Linked DNA regions of Mus musculus: region 2 is linked to region 1. The links are chromatin contacts, called in public HiChIP or PLAC-seq maps. All regions are on one chromosome and are shown on one strand. The core of a region is the stretch at or near the end of the contact, and the rest is flanking DNA. Distances in the headings are between cores, read along the strand shown.

Region 1 (5,011 bases), core at 1,662-4,161:
TAACTGTGGTTTAGATGAGTGCACCTGTAACTCTCAAATTAAAGCTTTGGGTTCCAGAGGAGGACCATTGGTAAACTTGTAGATCCTCAAGGGTAAGGTCAAGTAGAAAGTCCTAAGGTTTCACAATTCCCCCCAAGGGATTTGGGAACAATTACCCCATCTAGCTGGGGTTTTTTTTCTCCCTTATTTATATTTAAGTATTGAGGCCCACAACTGAGACTTCTCAATCTTGAACTAAAACTTCCATAACCCCGACCCCAAGTGAATGTTTTTCTTTGAAACTTGGGTGTCTCAGGGATATAGTTATAGTGAGGGAAAGAGGACATAATAACTGGACTTACCTGAAGGCATTTCTCAATTTTTCCTTGTCTCCATTAGTCATGTATAGAATGGGAATGATATTATTTATCACACTATATAAAGCAGATTGGATTTGGAGAAGTGAGACACATAGAAAACTAGGAATTGTTATGGATTCCATCTTCCTGGCTAGAAATTGATGGCTAGTGAATTGATGCTATTCTATCTTCCTCTGTACCAAAAGATGTTCTTCACAAAGCATGCCATTTAGACCTTTGTGTGATAGGTGTGCTCCTGTTCCCAGTGACATCTGCACTCATACATGCCTTCTCACCCAAGAACTGTAACCAAGCTAAGGAACCCTAGGTCCAATTAATTACATAATGAGGAAATAAAAGTGGAGACAGGATACGCCAAGTTTCTGCGTCAATGGAGAATGTAGGAAATTCAGGAGGCAGAAGGAAATCAGGGCATTTAAAGCACAGAAATCCAGAAGGTTGTGGAAGGAGCTAGAGGCACGGCCAAGGTTTCCCAGGCCTTGAAGGCCATGATTAAGAGTTTTAACTTAATCCAGTGGGATGACTAAATGCCATAAGATGTTTATCCAGAGAAAGAATATGCTTAAATTTCATTTTAAATAAATAATGCTGTATGTGATATATAGATAACAGATTTAGAGGCCTGCATCAGCAGATGTAGCTGCACCAGGCTGTTTCTACTACAGTGGCCCAGACTGAGAGAGCCATAACATAGATGAAGGGATAACAAAGAGAAATGAGGATTTGATAAACCATTCAGAAGGTCAAAGTCATGGCCCTGGCATGAAACTTACACCAGGATAAAGCAGTATCAACAAAGATGCCATGAATCACAGGGTCTAGTTTAAAAATATAAGAGTAGTTCCAGGGAGATGGCTCAGTGGGCAAATGGGCAAACCTGACAACCCGAAGTCCTCAGTGGAATGTCTGTAAAAGAGCTGCATGTGGTAGCGTATGTCCAACATCCCAAAATGGATACAGAAGATGCAAGGCTGAGAGAGGAGAAGTACCAGGATGCTCACAGGCCAGCCAGCCTGGAGTGTGCAGTGGCAAAAATAACAAGAGAAATAGTACTTCAAAAACAAGGTGCAGAGGTGAGAATCAACTCCCCAAAGTTGTTCTCAGCCTGCCACACACACACACACACACACACACACACACACACACACACACACACACACACATACACACATACACACACACACACACATACACACACACACACACACACACATACACACACACACACACACACACACACACACACACATGCCCACACTTGAATTTGAAGAAAATAGGACCCCAAGAGATTAATTTTATCTAAACCTATATTATAATGATTGGGTTTATAAATATGTACATGTGTAAGAAAGGGGGTGAAGGGTTTTGTGTGACCACTGTTCACACACATGCAAACAAATTGTCATATCTCTAAGAGTAGAAACCTGCATGCAGTGCATTCCTGTGGCCTGACACTCATACTCTGCCACTTATTTTTCTAAGCTACACAGAGCATGTGTAACCCTCTATATACTTTCTTTTATCTGTCCAGTGTGTGGCCACCTCGTTTTTATTGTAATTCTGGCTTTCATTTAATTTATTAGTCCATGGCCTATGTACACATATTTTAATAATTTTGAAAGCCTCTTGTCGTCATTGAAGCTTGCCTAAGGAAAGCCTGAGATAATCAGTATTTCAGATTTTACTGCACTGCTGTCCCCTCCCCCACCACATGCCCACACTCATATAGGTTTTGCTTTTTTTTTAAAAAAAAAAAAAGGAGAGATTTAACAGCCATAAGGCACTTTTAAAAATAACATTCACATCTGGGCTGACCACCTGTTTGCCAAAATTTAGCTTGATGTTAATTAAAACAGGCATGTTATAAAGCTCAGGAAATGGCAGCTGACCCCTAACCATGAATGTAGTGCTATAATAATATGTAGTAAAAATAAGACATTTGGGGCTGTTGTCCAAACCACTCATGCATTAAAATTCTCACCACTGTATACTCCCTTGCAGGAGGACGTGCAAATCAACTGCAAAAGTGGTTGAACCAAAATAATAATGATAATGATAATTCTAGGGAAAAGAGCTATTCGTTCATTTCACAGGCAGTTTCAAAGGCCCATCCTAAGCAAGCATTGTGGTCCACCCAGTGAGGAAGACTCCAGACAGAGAATGGAAGACTGATTAGCATCTCTTGTCCAGACAGTGGTGCTGTCAACATCACTGATATTTACTGATGAACAGTTTGCTGTGTGTGTGGAGCAATGTGAAACATTGGTTTGCATGACTTCACTCCATCGTTCCTTCAGTTCTGCAAGGATCAGGAGCTCTGCTGAGATCCATGTAACAGACAAGGCAAAGAACGTATCTAAGAGCCAGTTCACTGCCCTGCGTGGTTCAGTGGCCGAGACTTGAATGCCGACTATCTGGGTGTGTCATTGAGGTTCTACATGAATGACCAGAATGTCTGGTCCTTCCCCCCACTTGGTCCCTGCTCTGTTTGAGAACTCAGGCCATGCTGTTTAGAACCAGCCGTGGAGATTTTGCTAGGTTTGGTACCGCCTCCCAGCCTACCCCTACCCGTGTTACTTTCTTCCCCTGTGGCCCCAGAGAGTCTCCCTCCTCTGCTCACTTTCCTATCAGCCTCACTTGTTTGAAACTACTCTTAATTGCCTTTGACAAGCTGACATTTGACAGCTCTGTCTTTGTTCTGCTTTTCATAGGATCCAGTTCTTTGCCCTTACCTCTGAATCGCAAGTCGCAAGTATTCCCTTTTCTCCTTGTTCTTCAAATGTTTCCTTTTATAAACTGGGGGGAACTGGAATTTCCCTGAATATTTTCTCCTTTATTCATCTCTGGATCCATCCTTGCATTTTAGGGCATGTATATGTGGGGTGCAGTTAACATAGTTAATATGTATTATACCCTCACAGAACATTAGGCTGCATATGCACGGCCTTAAAAGAAAGCCTTCAACTGGGCCCATCAACATTTCCTCATGTGGAGGGGGAGCCTCATAAGGCCCCACCCCTCAATGAGGTAAAATCTGTGTTGGCATGTATTTTAAATTATAAATGATTACATAAATTGTAAGTGCTTGGCTTATTGTACAAACTGTGTTGCCAAAAGTGCCCAATTGGTATGGCTAAGTTCAAACTACAACACTTAGTTAACGCATAAAATCACCATATTTGCTTTTAATATGTGTAGCTTCTTTAAGAAATAGAAAACAAGACCCTCTGAAATGCAATTGTGTTGTAGCTCCTGAAAGCCATTGTACTTGATGAGCAAGAGTCACAGACGCTGCTAGATACCCAATATATGAGGTCCAGCACATTCTATGCCAAAGGGCTTAGGGGGTTTGTCTATGCCCCCAGCAGACTGGTGTGGAATTAAAATGCCCAAAGATGTGCCCCCCTTCTATACTTACTATGTGAAATTGGATGGGCCCTTATACCCGATTCTGCCTTGGTTAAATATAGCTTTGGTAAAAAATAATAATAATAATAATAAGTTCTCACTTTATGAGCTTCTCACTAAACAATGATGAAATTGAGTGAGATTCTACACATACAAACTTAACCTAGCAAGAAGTCAATGAATGACACTGACTACTAACACCAATTCCTTAGTGTTGTCATTGTTTTATAAAGGTGTGTGTGTGTGTGTGTGTGTGTGTGTGTGTGTGTGTGTGAATGCGCGCGAGTGCGTGAGTGCATGTGTGCGTGTTTTAAAGAGGGAGACAGAGTTTTATATGCCACATGTGTGCACGTGCTGCAGAGGCTAAAAGAGGACATTAGATTCCCAGGAACCTGAGTTATAGGTGATTGTGAGCTACCTCATGTGAGGGACACTAAACCTGTGTCCTCTGCAAGAGCAGTAAGTGTTCTTAACCTTTGGCGGACCTCTCCAGCCCGACCACTGGTTTTCAGACAGTTTTTTTTTTCTCCACAGCTACTAATCACAATTGTTACAAAAGTCCATCTGAGGAGCGATCCAAGTAACCCTCCCTCTTCAACAGCATCGGTAACAGCAGCCTCTCTTCAGCAACCACTCCAGCAAACACCATCCTGTTTCAACTGTCCTTTGCCCCTTTATAGAGTCTTCTCTTTGCCTGGAAATGTTGATTGGTTCTCCTGTGAACTGGGTCTCATCGAATCCAAATTGCTCTCCAGTTTTTCAGATTAAAAATGAGTACCTCTGCAAAGTCTACCCTGACTATCCAAGACAGACAAACATTCCTTGTACCAGTTTTAGAGATTACACTCCCAAATAGACTGAGAAGAAAATGGGGATGCTATTTTAGCTTCTTATGCCTCTACTGTACTCTCAACACCAGGTGTAACGGCTCATGCATCACAGGGTCCTATTTAGGAGGCTTTAACACCAAAGAATAGAAACTTTAGCCCCCCCCCCCAATTACTTAAATATTAAGCAAATATATGGCCAAATACAACTTGATTCACAAAGGCAGAGTAGGTCTTGGGGCTCAGTTGCGGGTTCAGCATCCACGTGAAGAAGAGACCAGTTCCCATCACCTCTCCATTGTCATCCTTAGCTGCTCTTATCTTTAAGCTAGAGACTCTAGCCACAAGTGGGCCGCTACAGCACCAACTCTCTCACCCGGCAGTAGCAACAACAAAGAGTGAAGAAACTGTCTGTCT
Region 2 (5,011 bases), core at 1,264-3,763, 89 kb after region 1:
CATAATCTCCCTGTCAGGAAGGACAGGTTCTCAATGAAAGAACAAATCTTCCAAAGTAATAACTCTTCCCTAGGCACCAAGAACCCCCTGTTTACATGACTCTCAATATCAGTGCAAACCCACTGCATGCTTGCATATTCTGGGTTTTTTTTTTTTTTTAATGACCTGGAAACACAGGTCAGACCAATGGCAGTGAATGTCTTTCCATCAAATTTAGTCTTCAAAGGGCCTTTCTTCTTGAGTGAACCCAGAGTTTCTTGTGTAAATACCTGGCACCAGGTCTGAAGTAGAACGTGTCTGCACTGGGCTCTGAACACACTGACATGAAATTAGAAGAATCTCCCCAAGGCTACTAAGATGCATTAGAAAGGACCCTCTCTTGTGAGACTATGCCGGGGCCTAGCAAACACAGAAGTGGATGCTCACAGTCAGCTATTGGATGGGTCACACGGCCCCCAATGGAGGAGCTAGAGAAAGTACACAAGGAGCTAAAGGGATCTGCAACCCTATAGGTGGAACAACATTATGAACTAACCAGTACCCTGGAGCTCTTGACTCTAGCTGCATATGTATCAAAAGATGGCCTAGTCGGCCATCACTGGAAAGAGAGGCCCATTGGACTTGCAAACTTTATATGCCCCAGTACAGGGGAACGCCAGGGCCAAAAAGGGGGAGTGGGTGGGTAGGGGATTGGGGGGGGGTGGGTATGGGGGACTTTTGGGATAGCATTGGAAATGTAAATGAAGAAAATACCTAATAAAAAAAAAAGAAAGAAAGGACCTTGAGGTTTCCACTGGCCTAAGACGTGAGCTTTCTGATAGACGAAACTATACCAAGAGATCACACTAGCAGCACCAAACAATAAGCAGACACATTACATCCTGAATAATGTGTGTTTGCTATTTTGAAGCTAGGGAAATAAAAATGTATCTTACTTATCTATATGAACTACATGGGAATGGGTGACACAGCAGATGAAAGAACGTCTTTATAAAAAGTGCTACAGTCGGGTGGTGCTGGCGCACACCTTTAATCCCAGCACTTGGGAGGCAGAGGCAGGTGGATTTCTGAGTTCGAGGCCAGCCTGGTCTACAGAGTGAGTTCCAGGACAGCGAGGGCTATACAGAGAAACCCTGTCTCGAAAAACCAAGCAAGCAAACAAATAAATAAATAAAGATTAAAAGTGCCACAATAGTGCAGTCATGAGATCCACTGCAGCTGTCTATATTGAACCTGTACAAGACTGAGCCCATCCATACTCATTTTGTTTAAGATTTATTTATTTATTTATTTATTTATTTATTTATTTATTATGTTATATGAGTACATTGTAGCTGTCTTCGGACACACCTAAAGAGTGCATCAAATCCCATTACAGATGGTTGTGAGCCACTATGTGGTTGCTGGGAATTGAAATCAGAACATCCGGAAGAGCAGTCAGTGCTCTTAACCACTGAGGCATCTCTCCAGCCCCATACTCAATCATTAATGGGAAAGGACTTATAGGGTTATGGGGACCTGCATCTCCGAGCTGAACTACTGGTTACTGATGGATGCCCAGGAGATGGATAGTCACTGGTTTCTGTTGTGTACCCACCGTTGAGCTCATCAGAGGCCATGGGAGAATGCTGCCTACTGACTTGCTCCCAGTGGCTTGCTCCATTTAGGTTTTAGAGAACCCAGGACCACCTACATGTGGATAGTACAACCCCACAGTGGACTGAACCCTCTTCCATCAAGAAAATGCCTCACGGACTTGTCTACAGAACAGTCTTATGGAGGCATTTCTCAATCTCTTTCCAGGTGACCCTTGCCTGCATCAAGTTAACAAAAAATGTAACCAGCCCAGGCAGAGATAGGATTCAAGGGTAGACGCACTGCCACTAAGCCGGAGCACCTGTAGTTATATATCCCAAGGACATACATGGTGAAAAGTTAGAAGTTGTCCTCTGAGGTCTGTACACATAAAGTACATTCATACATGTAATGACATACATGTAATTGTTTTTAAAGGCAATGAAGAAGGGGGAGCCATAGACTTGAAAAGATCTATAACATTTAAAAATCATATACACGAGCAAGACTAGAGGATGAGGTAATGTCCACAGCTGATAAAGCCATAGACCAGTGTAAGACGCGGGTCATTAAAAAGTAGTTATTTTCAGAGAAGGGGACTTGTTACAGTTGGGACAGACAGAGTTACATGTGCAGGCAGCTGTTCCACTTCTTCATTTGTGGAGTGACTGTAATGTTATTTACTATCTACCAATTCAACAAGCTGCACACTGGCTTTGTTTTTCTAGATGTCTAATTTCAGGGATGTGTGTTGAAAACTTTAATTACGGTGATAATTCACTTGCTTTGCGCATGAAGTTACTGTTCGGACACGACTAAGATGCAGTCCCCTAAGCAAAGGCCTACGTTTCCTTCCCTTTTTGAAAGAACTGGGATATCATAACTAGCGCCTGTCCATGGTTCCTTGATTAGACACACAGCAGAACCCACTGAAGCCTCACTGAAAGGTCTGTGACTTGGTTAAGAGAAAAGGCAAACACTCCACATACTACACCATGATGCACTTCCTCCATGATGCCTCTCCCTGCCAGGGAGAGGCTTCAAGTCTCCAGTCCCAGGATGGGAAGCTTACTGCTTTATGTTCCCCAGTTTTATAGTCCAGGCTCTTCTGTTTGTATTTCTTATACTCTTTGGAAATGTCATACATGTATCCAATATATCTACCTCCCACTCCTTCCCTGCAACTCCCCTTGGCCTTCCCTCAACACAACTTCTTCGAAATTTTAGGTCCGTCTGTCTGTCTTTTCCTCTCTCTCTCTCTCTCTCTCTCTCTCTCTCTAACTAGTTCTGCCCATATGTGTGAGCAGCCTACCCATGGCTACAACCCCAAAGAAAGTTGACTCTCCCTCCCCCTGAATGTATCAGCAGCCAGCCATCTGCCCCTCGGCTGAGAATGGGGCCTCAGGAGCCCTCCCTGCCTCATTGCTCCACACTGGATTAACTGACTTAACCGTGCTCTTTTCCAGGGTCTGGCACCAACCAGCCTTCCCACCTTCCCCATTCCCTGCTTCTCAGATACTTCACTCCACCTAGCTGCTCTACTTTGGGACTTCAATTTTCTGTCCGTCTTTTCCTTACTTCCCTCTTCATGGCTCCTCTACTCAATTTTCCCCTTTCCTTTGCCTCAGTACTACTTCAGTTATCCTTTAAGATACAGCTCTGTCCCCACACTCTAAAGTAATGCTTTCTTAGTCAGCCCCATTTTCCTTTATGTGCATTTCAAGATTGTCCAATACCACTATTAGACACTTGGTGTATCTCACTTGTAAGAGCATTTATTATTATTATTTTTTTTAGGGTCATCTGCCAATTTGTTTTGTATTAAGTCTGAGGCTATAACTGGTCCATTGTACATTTTTAAAGAATGCCGTCTGTGATGCTTTTTAGATGGGTAGTGGATAAGTGACTGGGTGAGTGGGGTGGATAGGTAGCTGAACTGGTAGTGGGTAGGCGTGTATGAACAGGTGAATGGACAGATTGGTGGATGGATAGATGGAAGAGTGGATGGGTGGATGGATAGATAGGTGGGTGGGTGAGCAGGGTGGACAGGTGGGTACATAGGTAGATAAACTGGTAGCCGAGTGGATAGGTGAATGTATGAATAGATGGATGGATGGATGGATGGATGGATGGATGGATGGATGGATGGATGGATAGGTGGGTGAGTGGGTGGGTAGGTAGGTGGTTAGACACATGGATAGGTTGCTGGATGGATAAATGGATGAATGGATGGTTAGAAGGGTGGATGGGTAGATGGATAGGTGGGTGGTCAGTAGATGATTTGAAGAACAAACCGAATGATACTATGTTGGAAAGCATCGGCAAGTACTGACAAATGTGGCCTGTTTATAGTCAATGGAAATAGAATGATGATTCCCCACTTGGGCAATGGCAAAGGAGTCACTGCAAAGGAGTCACTGGTCAGCTATTAACACTTACACATTGGGTGCTTGGATGCCCAGATGCTAAAATGAAAGTGGAGGTCTCAGAGCATGAGAATAGCTGTGATAAATCTTTCAAAACTCCAGCTTCACTCACGCCAGGACACTTAAGCAGGCCACCCATTGAAAGTTTGAAACCTCATGCAGACATTTTAAGAATAAATATACTATATGCTTTATACATTTTACGAAGATTTATGATCAGAATTACTAATGGCAAGTTCGGTGGCAGACAGGAGCAGTTGGATAAAAGACCTTTAGAATCTAAAATCTAGGTATGTAGTAGGTGCCAAGAAAAATATAAGGTCCTATCCCTGAGCTGTACAGGTGACATCTGTACAAAGAACAAAGAGTAAAGTCCTTGATACGTGTCAACTATTTCAGAGCACTCCCAAAGTACAAGGAACAGCTCAGATCACCATGCCAATAAAGTGACATGGGCCGTCTCTGAGTCCCTTTCTTAAGTAGTCATTGGCCCACATCCTTCTGAAGAAAAGCTTCAGGAACAGGTGTGCAAGAAGCAAACAGATTGGAAAGTTTGAGCTCAACTGTCAGTGGAACAATATTAGAGGTTTAAAAAAAAAAATTTGCACGGGGCTCTCCCCTGCAGGAAAGCAGGGAGTGGTCTCCTATGTCAGGAGGAACGTTAAAGCAGCCATCACATATGGCTGTGTATTTAGCTGGGTTGTTATCCCTGTTTTACTGATGACACAAGCCAAGATTCAGAGAGATAAGGAGAGCTGGCCAAGGGCAGGAGAGATGGTTTAGCAGTTTAGAGCACTGGGTGATCTTCCAGATGACCTGGGTTTGACTCCCAGCACCCACGGAGCAGCTCACTACCGCCCTCTTCTGGCTCCTCAAGCATCATGTACACAAGTGGTACAGAAAAATATACATGGAGGCAAAACCAGCAGACGCATAAAAAAAAAATTGTTCACATTTTTAAAAACCATGTTTGAAAAGAAATAATTGCCCAAGACCACAGAGCCAATCAG

The links. HiChIP or PLAC-seq counts read pairs in DNA pulled down with a chosen protein or histone mark.
Region 2: a contact with region 1 is called in an H3K27ac HiChIP or PLAC-seq map of large pre-B cells, with 3 times the contacts expected there. The contact joins two enhancer-like sites. A contact is called at or near these places in 1 of 39 promoter capture datasets (pre-B cells), 2 of 15 datasets of contacts at CTCF or cohesin (large pre-B cells and pro-B cells), 7 of 484 Hi-C or Micro-C datasets (the C10 cell line, CD4 T cells, cerebellar granule neurons and 3 more) and 1 of 115 datasets of contacts at active chromatin or transcription factors (large pre-B cells).

What each region holds. Positions count from the first base shown.
Region 1 is chr11:45,439,295-45,444,305 of GRCm38.p6, forward strand. No RefSeq gene overlaps it. Among named protein-coding and RNA genes, the nearest start is that of Gm22284, 200 kb to the right of the region's middle. Within about 2 kb of position 2,912, at least 13 of the 459 cell types and tissues checked have an H3K27ac peak or open chromatin away from gene starts, as enhancers often do.
Region 2 is chr11:45,529,033-45,534,043 of GRCm38.p6, forward strand. No RefSeq gene overlaps it. Among named protein-coding and RNA genes, the nearest start is that of Gm22284, 110 kb to the right of the region's middle. Within about 2 kb of position 2,514, at least 6 of the 459 cell types and tissues checked have an H3K27ac peak or open chromatin away from gene starts, as enhancers often do.